4 separate regions of the Mus musculus genome follow, and all the other regions are linked to region 3. Evidence: chromatin contacts called from public Hi-C and HiChIP or PLAC-seq data. All regions are on one chromosome and are shown on one strand. The core of a region is the stretch at or near the end of the contact, and the rest is flanking DNA. Distances in the headings are between cores, read along the strand shown. Region 1 overlaps Gm38906 (a long non-coding RNA gene). Region 2 holds the start of 2310001H17Rik (RIKEN cDNA 2310001H17 gene). Region 3 has its middle 21 kb from the start of Klrb1f. Region 4 holds the start of BC035044 (cDNA sequence BC035044).

What was found. Hi-C and Micro-C count contacts between places; a contact is called where the count stands out from the background. HiChIP or PLAC-seq counts read pairs in DNA pulled down with a chosen protein or histone mark.
Region 1: a contact with region 3 is called in a BATF HiChIP or PLAC-seq map of CD8 T cells, with 5 read pairs. The contact joins two enhancer-like sites. A contact is called at or near these places in 1 of 15 datasets of contacts at CTCF or cohesin (CD8 T cells) and 4 of 115 datasets of contacts at active chromatin or transcription factors (CD8 T cells, bone marrow-derived macrophages, fetal liver and 1 more).
Region 2: a contact with region 3 is called in a Hi-C map of B cells, with 7 times the contacts expected there. The contact joins the promoter of 2310001H17Rik here to the enhancer-like site in region 3. A contact is called at or near these places in 13 of 39 promoter capture datasets (the 3T3-L1 cell line, 3T3-L1-derived adipocytes, the C10 cell line and 8 more), 5 of 15 datasets of contacts at CTCF or cohesin (CD8 T cells, the NIH/3T3 cell line, large pre-B cells and 2 more), 27 of 484 Hi-C or Micro-C datasets (B cells, the C10 cell line, the CH12 cell line and 19 more), 18 of 115 datasets of contacts at active chromatin or transcription factors (the 230-238 cell line, CD8 T cells, DN3 thymocytes and 10 more) and 1 of 9 other capture datasets (embryonic stem cells).
Region 4: a BATF HiChIP or PLAC-seq map of CD8 T cells shows a contact between it and region 3, with 7 read pairs. The contact joins the promoter of BC035044 here to the enhancer-like site in region 3. A contact is called at or near these places in 16 of 39 promoter capture datasets (the 3T3-L1 cell line, the C10 cell line, the HPC-7 cell line and 12 more), 4 of 15 datasets of contacts at CTCF or cohesin (CD8 T cells, the NIH/3T3 cell line, large pre-B cells and 1 more), 3 of 484 Hi-C or Micro-C datasets (CD4 T cells, bone marrow-derived macrophages and granulocyte-monocyte progenitors), 13 of 115 datasets of contacts at active chromatin or transcription factors (the 230-238 cell line, CD8 T cells, the HPC-7 cell line and 9 more) and 3 of 9 other capture datasets (adipose tissue, liver and macrophages).

What each region holds. Positions count from the first base shown.
Region 1 is chr6:129,215,066-129,217,765 of GRCm38.p6, reverse strand. All of the region lies in intron 2 of Gm38906 (a long non-coding RNA gene), which reads right to left. Among named protein-coding and RNA genes, the nearest start is that of 2310001H17Rik, 22 kb to the left of the region's middle. Within about 2 kb of position 1,300, at least 117 of the 459 cell types and tissues checked have an H3K27ac peak or open chromatin away from gene starts, as enhancers often do. A contact at or near this core is called in CD8 T cells, where this site is marked.
Region 2 is chr6:129,237,127-129,239,908 of GRCm38.p6, reverse strand. It overlaps 2310001H17Rik (RIKEN cDNA 2310001H17 gene), which reads left to right and starts at 1,427. Exons shown (of 4, transcript NR_040268.1): 1 at 1,427-1,473; 2 at 2,065-2,170.
Region 3 is chr6:129,065,799-129,068,498 of GRCm38.p6, reverse strand. No RefSeq gene overlaps it. Among named protein-coding and RNA genes, the nearest start is that of Klrb1f, 21 kb to the right of the region's middle. Within about 2 kb of position 1,353, at least 18 of the 459 cell types and tissues checked have an H3K27ac peak or open chromatin away from gene starts, as enhancers often do. A contact at or near this core is called in B cells, CD8 T cells, acute myeloid leukemia and 4 more, where this site is marked.
Region 4 is chr6:128,889,588-128,892,458 of GRCm38.p6, reverse strand. It overlaps BC035044 (cDNA sequence BC035044), which reads left to right and starts at 1,335. Exons shown (of 3, transcript NM_001254946.1): 1 at 1,335-1,642. The coding sequence starts at 1,492. The region is part of intron 1 of Clec2i (C-type lectin domain family 2, member i); the gene reads right to left.

The sequences.
Region 1 (2,700 bases), core at 51-2,550, 150 kb before region 3:
ACTGTCTGAAACTTTCTAATCTATTTTTGTAGAATACACATTGCTTTCACATGGCCCTTAAAATTTTGTTCTGTTGTCTCTGCAGTTATCTGTCTATCTGAAAAAAAAATCCCCTTGGAATCCTTCCTTCCCAGAGTAGAAAAAAAAAGGAGTATAAATCCTTTAAACTCAATCCACTTCAGTCTTTTCTGTCTGTCTCTGAGAAAGCAAATGTAGCAAAAATCAGATACTCAGTTCTGATATTCGAAGAAAGAGGTCTTCATTGCTCTCTAGACTCCTGCTGTTACACCGGAAATGCAAACAGACATTCCAGAGGCTCATGGAATCATAGCCTGTAGGAGAGTACACTAAAGTGTAACCAAAATATACACAAATACAAAGTTATCAAAGTAGAAAAATGTATTCAAAGAAATATGTGCTTGCTGCCACAAGTATTCAGTTAAGACTCAAGGTACAAGTTATAGTCAAGATGTCCAACACACAGGTACTCTTCAGCTCAGCATGACTTAACTTATGACTGTGGACTTTCTGGTAGAACCAAAGTCATGGGCTTCAATTGAAACTACACTTCAAATGCTGGATTTTGAACTCACTCTGTAGACCTGGCCTCGAACTCAGAAATCCTCCTGCCTCTGCCTCCCAAGTGCTGGGATTAAAGGCATATGCCACTACTGCAGGCTAGTAACATGAGGCAGGAACGTTCTCAGGACACTAGGCACTGCAGTTGCACCTCCTCATCAGCCATCTGACCAGCAACAGACACTACACTGTGTGGCTTAGCTATGGTGCTCAGTAGATAAAGTATCCAAATGACATTTTAAACTTATGATGGCTTTAAGGTCAGCATGCTGATCAGATGAAAAACACTGGACTTACTTCAAACAGACTATGAGACATGAATCGTTAGACAGGACAGATTCTTGACACCTCTACTCCACCATCATTCTAGCTTGCATTAGTTTGAAATGTTACTGACTTCATACATAGTGCTAATTTATTCTTCAGCACTCCTAAATATTATATGTATTATCTCCAATAGGATGTCAAAAATGCCTGCAGATATGACCAAAAGGCAGATATGACCAAAAGGCAGATATGACCAAAAGGCAGAACTTCAGTCCAAAGTGATACTATCTGTCGCTTGAACTTGGGGATAAGTTGATAATGCTGTAGATTCTTGGCCTGTATTTAATCTGCTTCATCGGCTCAACATTGTTGCTTGTCAACAGATCACTCAGAAGAGGATCAGCTGCTGATCATACGTCTGACTCAGCTATATCTCATTGCTATGGCTCTTGGCCACAAGATATCTGACTCTGTGTCACCAGCCTAACAGAAGATCACATTGTGCTGCCAAAGCACAGAACACACCCAGCTTCTTGGATTTCATCTGTCTTGCATTTCCTTATGTATCAGTTACAGGAAAAGCAGCAACTGAAATACAGCTCTCAAATGCTCTGGATGGTAAATAAAACAAGGCATATGCTATAATACCCTCTGAGAGAAATGCCCTTGCCCTGGTGTGTGTGTAAGGTCCTACAAGTATGTAGAATATGTCGTTTACCTAGCTTCCATTTACTAAGAATTAGTTGGCTGGCCTATATTTTGAAGGGAGTGACATTTTCTTGGCCAGGCCTTTCTGGCTCATTCCTCTCATAAACAAGCAAAAGGATCTGCTTGTCCAGAATGAGAAAAGTCTTTCTGGATAGTTGTCACTCTTGTGCCTAGGAGACGACTGTCGAGCTTCTATGACCACCTCCTCCTGTCAACTCAGTCTTTGAAGCAATGCAGAGACTATGCTGTGAAGAAAGAACAGTAACTCACAGCACCGATACTAAGGGATACCACTACCCTTGGATTTGGCTTCCATCTGATGGAAAAGAGCTTCAGCCTATAGCTAATAACTGGGATCATTTGAATAGCAAAGAATTTAACACTAGAGAAAATATATTAAGACACTTAATATAAGACAAATTATGACTACCACAGGAAGGAGCATCCTGGGACTAGTCCACCAAACAGACCATGTCTCTCCAAATATATGCATGTGTGTTATGCTGCCACAATGACTAGGTGAGGGGTGTTAGATGACGTGTAGCCACTGGCAAAGGTCTCTTTTGTCTTTATCTCTCCAATTATATGCATGTGTGTTGTGCTGCCACAGTGACTATGCCTTCTAAAGCATAAAGACTAAAGGTGAGCAGTGATTTAGAAGATGCTGTAGCTACTGGCAAAGGTCTCTTTGTTTTTCCCCACCATGTACGCAAGGCTAGCTAGCCTGTAGGCTTTGAAGATTTTCCTGTCTGCCTTCCCTCTCTCCATAGGAGTACTGAGATTTCACATGTATGCTACAGAGGTTGGCTTTACTTAAGTTTGGGGGATTTGAGCTCAGAACTTCATATTCACAGGATAAGCACTCTACCCACTAAGTCATCTCCCTATCCCTTTGTTCTAGTTCCATTGAATATTGGGAACTCTTCCAATTCCTCCCTGGTTTCATCAACAGCCCATTGTTCAAAACAGTGTTGTGTTGTTCTATCTCAGAAGTATGTGTGTGTGTTTCTGAGGCCAGTCTAGCTATTGACCTCTAGTTTCATCCCACTGTCGCCTAGAAATACTTGAGGACTTATTTTGTTGTTTTTCAATTTATTAAGGTTTGCTTCACGGCCAATGGCATGGTCAGTTTTAATGGAAGGTCTA
Region 2 (2,782 bases), core at 178-2,677, 170 kb before region 3:
AGTTTGCTAGTGACTTCGTCTGCCATGTACACTAATTTGAAACGGTATTTCCAACCCTCTCTAAATCTTGAGTCTTTTATCTCTCACCTGAACCCTCACCACCACGCATCATACTTGAACTATATGCATGAGCATCAGCAGTCAGAGATAGCAAGTTCACAATGACCTCTAAGTCATGCAGACACAGACACTAATGCAAGATGGGCAGAGAGGTGGGTACAAATAGACTTTGTGAGTGTCTCTCTGCAAATAGTTCTATTTCTATTTCTATTGCTCTTAGCGTGGCTATTTTCTTACAGAATCCCGTAGCTGCAGTGATTCTGGAAATGGAATTTTTGAGAAGCGGTGTCCAGGTGAGAATCTCTTTCAATAGTCTCTTGATGGTTCTCACGGCCCCAGTGTGATAGAAACTAGATAGAGGGATTGCTGCTTGATACATGATTTGAAAAGTTGGTTTGACTTGTTTAGCCACGGAATTTTTTACACCTCTGATGTTTTGACTGAGTCTATGTGTGCTTTAGCTGATGTGACTTGCATAATGATTTATCTCATCACTTCGCTAGAATTAAAGCCTGAAATGATAAGTAGTCTGGTTTTTTGTTTGCTTGTTTGTTTGTTTGCTTGTTTGTTTGCTTGCTTGTTTCTTTCTTTCTTTTGGCTTGTTTTTTTGTTTGTTTGTTTTGTTTTGTTTTTTTCTCTACATATCAACTGTGAATTGTCACAGTATAGTAGCATTTTCTCACAAAGCTCTTTAAAGCTTTGGGGACATAGAATGTCTATCTGTGAAAAATATCATATAAACTAAATGTTGTATATGCATGAAAGAAATTATTTAGGCATTGATTTACAATCATATAAGTTATGAGGTAGCTTTTCTATATCAATTCATTGTAATTAACTGTTAAATGAAATTCATCACTTTACATCACTAGTTTTCCTGACCCACTTTTCAATATAAAGTAGCTTATAAATGTTTGCAAAAGAAAGAGTATCTGGGAGGTAACAAATAAGAGATGTGTGTTAATGCACCTTATAATTATAAACTTAGTTTATCTTTGGCTTGAGTCATGACTATGGACGATACAAGCCAAGCAACAAGCAGAAGATACAAACAGGAGGTAGGAAAGGATGTCACACCTTGTCTTGATGTTCGGAAACATTTATTAATTTTATTTATTAATTTTATTTTTAATAAAAAAGTTTATTAATTAGAATTTATGTCCATTGGAGATGGAACTGTTTTCCTGAGGGATGGGATGTCTGTTAGATTTTTGATAGATTATTTCTTCTCTTTCTGTTTTAATTGGAGGCTTAACATACACATTTCACGGGATATGACTTGTGACAGGCACCCGTGTGCCGCCCCACCCCACCTCTCCCCGCCCTGCCAGGCTGGGGCTCCTGCCCTGTAGAACTCAGAGATGGAGCCGGCGCCACCTGACTAGGGAGGACTAGTTTAGATCTCCAGATTCGGTACAGTGGGAATACCTGAGGGAAGAGTTTCAGAGTTATTTGAGGAGCAGGGACGCCCACGGGTTCCAACCAATGCCCTCCTTACTTGTTTTGTGTTTCGTTTTAGTTATTAGCGATGCGGTTGGATGAGACTTTGTTGTTTCATATGAAAGAATTTGCTTTGAGGGAGCCGGGAGCAGCACTACAATCCGCAGGGTTGTTTATTTTAAATAGGGCTCTGCACGGTGTTATTTATGACACCGTGATGTTGACACTTCGAGTTCTTTTAAAGTTATATTTTTATTTGCATTCCTGTGTGAGGGAAGGGAGGGGGAGAGGATGGGAGGAGCTTCCTGTGTGCAAGCCTGCAGGTGCGCCAGTGCTCAGCAGAGGGCACTGAATGCTGCGGCACTCGGGTTAACAGATGGTAGTGAGCTGTCTGAACTACTTAAAATTTTCAGGTAAAAGGGCAGCAAGCATTCTTAAACTGCTGAGCGGCCCTCTAGGTGTTCTTTGCTGGGGCAGGGGAGTTAGCAGGGAGGAAGTGGAGAGAACTGGGAGAGTTGAGACCCTCCTTCTGAGCGTTAAGCTGCATGTAGATAATATCTGCAGGTGTGGCACAATTGAAAAGGCAGTGGCTTTCAGGCTAGTCACTGCACGGACTAGTAAGGCAGCTCTCTTGCTCCCAGCACCGTGCATCTGATTCTCCGTTCTCAGGGTGAGTAGCCCCTCCAGTTCTCAACATACACATGTTGGTAATTTCACTGTGTGTGTGTGTGTGTGTGTGTGTGTGTGTGTGTGTGTGTACATATAAAGGTTAGAGATCAACTTTTCGGTGTCAGTCAAATGTGAGGCCCAGGAATGTACCCAGGTCAGTAGCCCCGGCAAAGCCCAGTGAGTCATCTCAGATACCTTCGTTTCAGGACTTTTGCTTAGGTCTGTAATTGTCTATAGAGCAGATAATTCTTAGTATAAGAAGCAGTGGGGTTTTTACTGTGCATCTTGCCTCCCCCTCCCCCTTTTCTTACACTGGCACAGTTTTCAATTTGATATTGAGGAGGGCACCCATATTTTCCTTGAAGAACATATAGTATCACTTTTACAGGCCCAATGATTTGATAATCTTATGGATTTTCATGTCCCATACTGTTTTGGGAATACCTGTGCATTAGTGTGTCTCCTTGCCTGATTTGTTTGGTCTTCTCCTTCATTGGCTAAAAACTCTTCAAGCCCAACCCACCGCCAGCTGTGTACTAAGTGTAGCAAGGTCATACCTCCTAAAGGTTTCCCAACCTCCCCTAAACATCACCACCAACTGGGGACCAAGTGT
Region 3 (2,700 bases), core at 104-2,603:
CTTTTATTTTGTCCTTTCTGTCCACCTGATAACACTGTGTCTCCTTTCTTTTTCCTTTTTCTTTTTAAGCCCTTCTCCTCTTCCGACATACTCTCGTGTTGCTCTGTAAGGATTTTCTGACCTGTCTTGACTGCCTCTACACACAGTTTCAAACAGTAACAGAGTCCATATATCAGAACAAACAAGACCAAAACTATCAGACCTACCCACAAAGGGTCAATGGGAGAAAAAAAGCATAACTACACAGCGAGGATCTATTGATCACTATACTGAGGTTATCCTAGTTCCTTAACTTGTCCCAAAACCGTGACCCTTAACTTGTCCCAAAACCAGGAACCTTTCGTTACCTTGTGCCTGCTTCTTGGCAACTTTATACTTGCCTCTATTTTATCCGAGGTCCTCCCCAAACTCCTGGGGTCGCAAGTTTCACTTACCTTGAACTTACCCTGCCTGCAACCACTGACTGCTGAAAGTTCTGAATCCACGCCAGATCCTTCTCAACAGTCTGTTTTACGGGAACCTTTATTAACCCCTTCTTCTTCGTGATGCAGTTCTGAATCCTCCCTGTAGCAGGGGGTCTTCGCTCGTGCCTGAAGATGTTTCTTGTCCCCTTGTCCTGGGTCCCGGGTTTCGGCACCACTTCTTGCGCATGCCCAACTGGCCAGGAAGAACGACGCTGCTACAGGATCCATCTGCACACGTTTATTCAGTCCTGTTTCTTCTTTCTCTATATCTCCCCTGTTTATATCTCTCCCTTGTTTATATCTCCCCTGAACCCTGGGCCTCTCACTCTTTTATACTCTCAGTTCCCATCCACGCACAGCAGGCCACGCCACCTCACCAGGTACGCAGCTTCAGCTAATCAGGGCAGCAGGGGCATATCTCCATCAAAATGGATTCACCAGTATCCTGGTACACCTGCGCAGCTCTCACGATGGTTGTGGCTTATATTCAGGTGAGGAAGTCAGGTGCAAGTCATAAGACTTAGCTGCAGTCCCTGGTGCCTTTGGGACTGCCAGCACACCCGCTCCTCACAGGTTCATATTTCAGTGGTAACAAGATAGGTTTGTTTAGACCAATAGGCTGGATGACTCCAGTGGCAGCTTTCTTTTGAATAGTAAATTTGTTGCCTGGGTCTGGACCATTTAGGTATAACCTGACTCCCCATATTCTACCAGCTTCTAGATAATGATCTTTGGCTTCACGCCAGGCCCTAACCTTTATGGATTTTGGATGGTACTGCTTATGACCACAGAAGGGTGCTGATGGTTTCCTTCATATCACTATAAAGGGATCAATGGATTGTACTGCTTATGACCACAAGAGGGTGCTGATGGTTTCCTTCATATCACTATAAAGGGATCAATGGGTCCCCAAGAGGACTCAATTTCACTATGGCATCAAGAACAATGATATTTGCCTGGCTTCTGGCAGCTCAGGGCTAGGGGGCAGAGAGAGTCAGACAGGAAGGCATAGTACTGGATAAACAGGAGCCCTTTCTCTTCACCAGTGGATCCACATCCCCAGGAGTATTCTCCTTCACAGGATTGAGCAAACAATTCCCCAATAGCTTCTGGATGCAATATTTTACATAAATCTACCTGGAAGGTGGGTTGAGTCTCAATGGATAGATTGTCTATGAGCTCCCTGGTTCCAATCTTTCTTAATTTCCATGACTAAAGTCCTAACACAGGGGTTTTAGGCCTTTTCCACAGGGAGACAGAATAGGACAACCAAAAGTATAGTGACCATATCACTCTTATCCATAGAACAAAGGGCATGGTAATGACCCATCTGTTATGTCCTACCCTGTGCCCACAGTACCCTGACTGAGATGAAAGATGTGGCCCTTGAAAGACAAAATATGGCTCAGGACTTCCAAGACCAAGTTCTCAGCACTAAGGTGAATTGTCCCAGAGATTGAAAGCAGAGATAAGTAACAGAGACAGAAGATAGGAAAAGAAGGACAAGGGGAAGAGAACAAATGAAAGGAGAGAATGGGGACAGGGGAGATAGATAGTCAAGGGATATTTGTCAAAGAGTGGGACAAAGAACTCTCTCTGTATAGAAAAGAGACAGATACAGCCCATAGGAAAATGGCAGCTTATAAAGTTACAAGGGAAAACAGTATAGAATGAGGTGTCTAATTTTGATCAGACAAGTTAATTAGGTCAGTCAAAGTGGGAATTTGGTTTCTGGACTTCAATATTTTGATAACTTTAACTTATTAGTCAGCCTCAGGAGAAGTCAGTTAGCAAAGAAGAAAACAGATCTTGGGAGCTAGATTTGTGAATATAATCTAGTGACTTTGTGTTGTAGGAAATTTTAAAAATGTGAACTGACATGTTCTTGCACTAGTACCAGCAACTGACGGGCCACAGGGCTCCCGCAGGCCATCTCACTCAATGGTCTCTCACCCTGCCAACTCTGCGGTGGCTCCCACCCACCCAGTTCCTCTTGCTACTATGCAAAGCCCTAAGCACCCCACAGTCTGCCATCACATCACCCAATTATCTGGTAGAATTAAAACTGTTATGCTTATAGTTAACCAATCAGATTTATATATCAATAAAATCAAAATTTACAAGATGCCAATACAATAATTTCAGAGCCAATTGATAATAATAAAAAGCTTTATCCCAATTATTCTAACCTTATAGTTTCATAACTGTGGCTGGTTAAAATCCTGTGACAATTTTT
Region 4 (2,871 bases), core at 86-2,585, 180 kb after region 3:
GTTTCGAACATTTGTTGATCTTTCAGAGGACCTGGGTTAAATCTAGAACCAATATAAGAGCTCACAAGCCTCTGTAAATCCATATTCAGGAAGTCTGAGAACTTTCCTAACCTTGGTGGGCACTAGGAATGCACACAATCCATAGATATCTATGCAGGCGAAGCACTCGTACATGTTACATTTTTGAAATAAAGAAAGAAATCAAGGCAGCGCTAAACACATAATGAACTAGAACACTCCATATTGCTCATGTCAACAATTTCTGAACACACATATATGTGTAACATATTCCAGAGATGTAGTTGCCTTCAGAAAAAAAAAAATCATAGCACCAAGTTGTATGAGAAGTAATATGAAAATTAAAAAGAGTCAAAAATTAATAGTCAAAAATTATTCTGAGAATGAAGAGGTCAAAATCAGAAAGATCACAAGGCCTGACCTGATGTCTCATGTTCTCATGGGAACAGGAATGAAAGCCTGGTGCTAGCATCAGAGTAGACACTGAAACAACACAGCAGAAAACAGGACTCCACAATGAGGTCAAACACATGTGGGTGGTCAAGAGACACTTAACAGAGATGAACAGTCTTTAGACAGGGAAAAGATGGCATCACTCCCGTGTGTGCTACTGAAACAACCTTCTATCTGTCTCCTAAAAAAATAAATAAATAAATAAATAGGCATAAATTTCTACAGTCCATTTGTAGACATAGAGATCCAAGCACAAAACTTAATATCATAAAGTCATTTGATTTTTAGAAAAGTAAGGGAATGTTTGTGAACTTGTCTTGGGCAAAATCATCTTCGATTTAAGAGCAAAATCACTGTCTGCATAACAGGATGGTTATACATTGATGTGGATGTCCATGTTGAGGTAGAACTAACAACTTCTTAAGGCTAAATTTTACAGCTTCTACAAAGCTGTTTGTAAGTGTAAAATGTGATATGCTCCCATCCTACCCACATATTCCCATGCTGGAAAGGAATTCAAGTTGCAAGACATCTTTATGTGAATATTTGCAGCAGCTTTAAGGATCCCTGTGAAAATGACACATTTGTGACCATTAAAATATCCCCAAGCTGATGACAAGGTAAACCTCTCAACACAAGAAACAACTTGGAACACATGCCTGTGCTTGCCTTATCTCATGCCACTTTAACAGGCCAAATGTCCCAAGGGCTTCTTCCCCAAAGTGTCCCTAAACTAACCCGAAAGTAAGCTCATGCAAAGGTCAGAGAGCTACAGGAAGTCCCAGTTTCCTTTGTGAAGAGACCCCCAACTGCCACTATTCACTTCCTCCTATCACTTCTCTAGAAGTTTCCTGACAGCTTTTCACAACCTCTTTGCATAGTATTTGCTGGTGAGATTCTTAAAAATTTCTGAACTCAGAGCATGATTCTGTGTAGGCGATGCTATGGGTATGATCCCTCAGCATCTCACCAGCAGTGCATGTTTCTGACACACTACTGATTAGCACTGCACTGTGAGTGATGAGCAGAAGGCATTGCTGTGACAAGCTGAAAGAACTCTTGTGGGACTTCTCTGCTTCATGGACCCATTTTAAGTCATCTGGAAAGGTGACTACTCATGGCTGTGGCGGAGGAGTGGTGAGAGTGTCTGCAGCAGACAACGGGGAAACAGGTAGGGTAGGGGGTCTGTATATATTTTTAAAATGACTGTTTTAGTCTTATTTATTTTACATTTAAGAGTGCTTTGTCAGCTAAATGTAAGAATGTGTGAATGTAATGTATGTATGTATGTATGTAGTGTACTACATGCATGATTACTGTTAGAGGAATTTAGAAAATATATTGGATCCCTGGAATTGGAATTAGGGGTGGGTGTTGAGCCACCATATGTGTGCTGGGAGTGAAACCTCAGTCCTTAGCAAGAGCAATAAATGCTCTCAGTGGTTGAGCCAAGTCTCCAGCCCCTATGTATCTTAATGAAGAACACCTGATTATATGTTTTCAAAATTCACAGAAATGTATACCAAATGAATTAATTTTATTGAGTGCTAATTATAGTTTTTACAGAGTTTTCACTGACTTTAATCCTTGCATTTTGTGCATTTTCGCACACCTAAAATACCAGAAAGCTTCTATTACATTAACAAGGAGGGAAAGGAGCCTTAGGATTAGAAAGAAGGCTTTAAGCACTGAGCTTTTGCATTTTGGATCCACACAGAACTCCCAGCCTTAATTCTTTCTAGTTCTACAGAATATAAAATGATAGCATAATAAATTCGCCTGTGCTCATTTCCAGCCCCAGCACCTCTCAGCCATGTGCTGCTGGGAGCCCTCCTCAGCCCTCCTCACACTCCCTATAGAAAGGAAGTCTTGGGAGATTTCTAAACCCCTTCAGATTGTAAAGGAGTGGTTTGGTTTCATTGTGATTTCAGGTTCTGCACTGTGATTTCAAAAATCTTTCCAAATCGAAGAAAAGAGTGTAAACTCCTGTCTGCTTTTAGCTAACAAACCCCTCTACAACTGATGAACAATGTTGGCCTTTCAGTGCCTGACTAATTTGTCTCAGCATGTCACCCAGGTCCAGCCATGTTGTCACAAAAGACATCCTATCTTACTAGTACATAGTATTCCAGTATATATGGGAGTATGTATCACAGGTTTTCCACACTCATCCACTGATAGATGCTGATGTCTGTTTGGTTGGAGCCTCCGACTTGGCCCATACCCCACACCTCCCACCACCCCAGCCCTGGCACCCAAAGCCCAGTTCCACATTCATGGTAGCTGTAGCAACCTTGTCCCCAGCCTAGGTGACCACGCTGGGACTCAAGCCCAGCTTGTGGCAGACAGGTCATTTTCCTTCACCAACAATCTATAAAAACACCTTCCCTGCCATAGCCT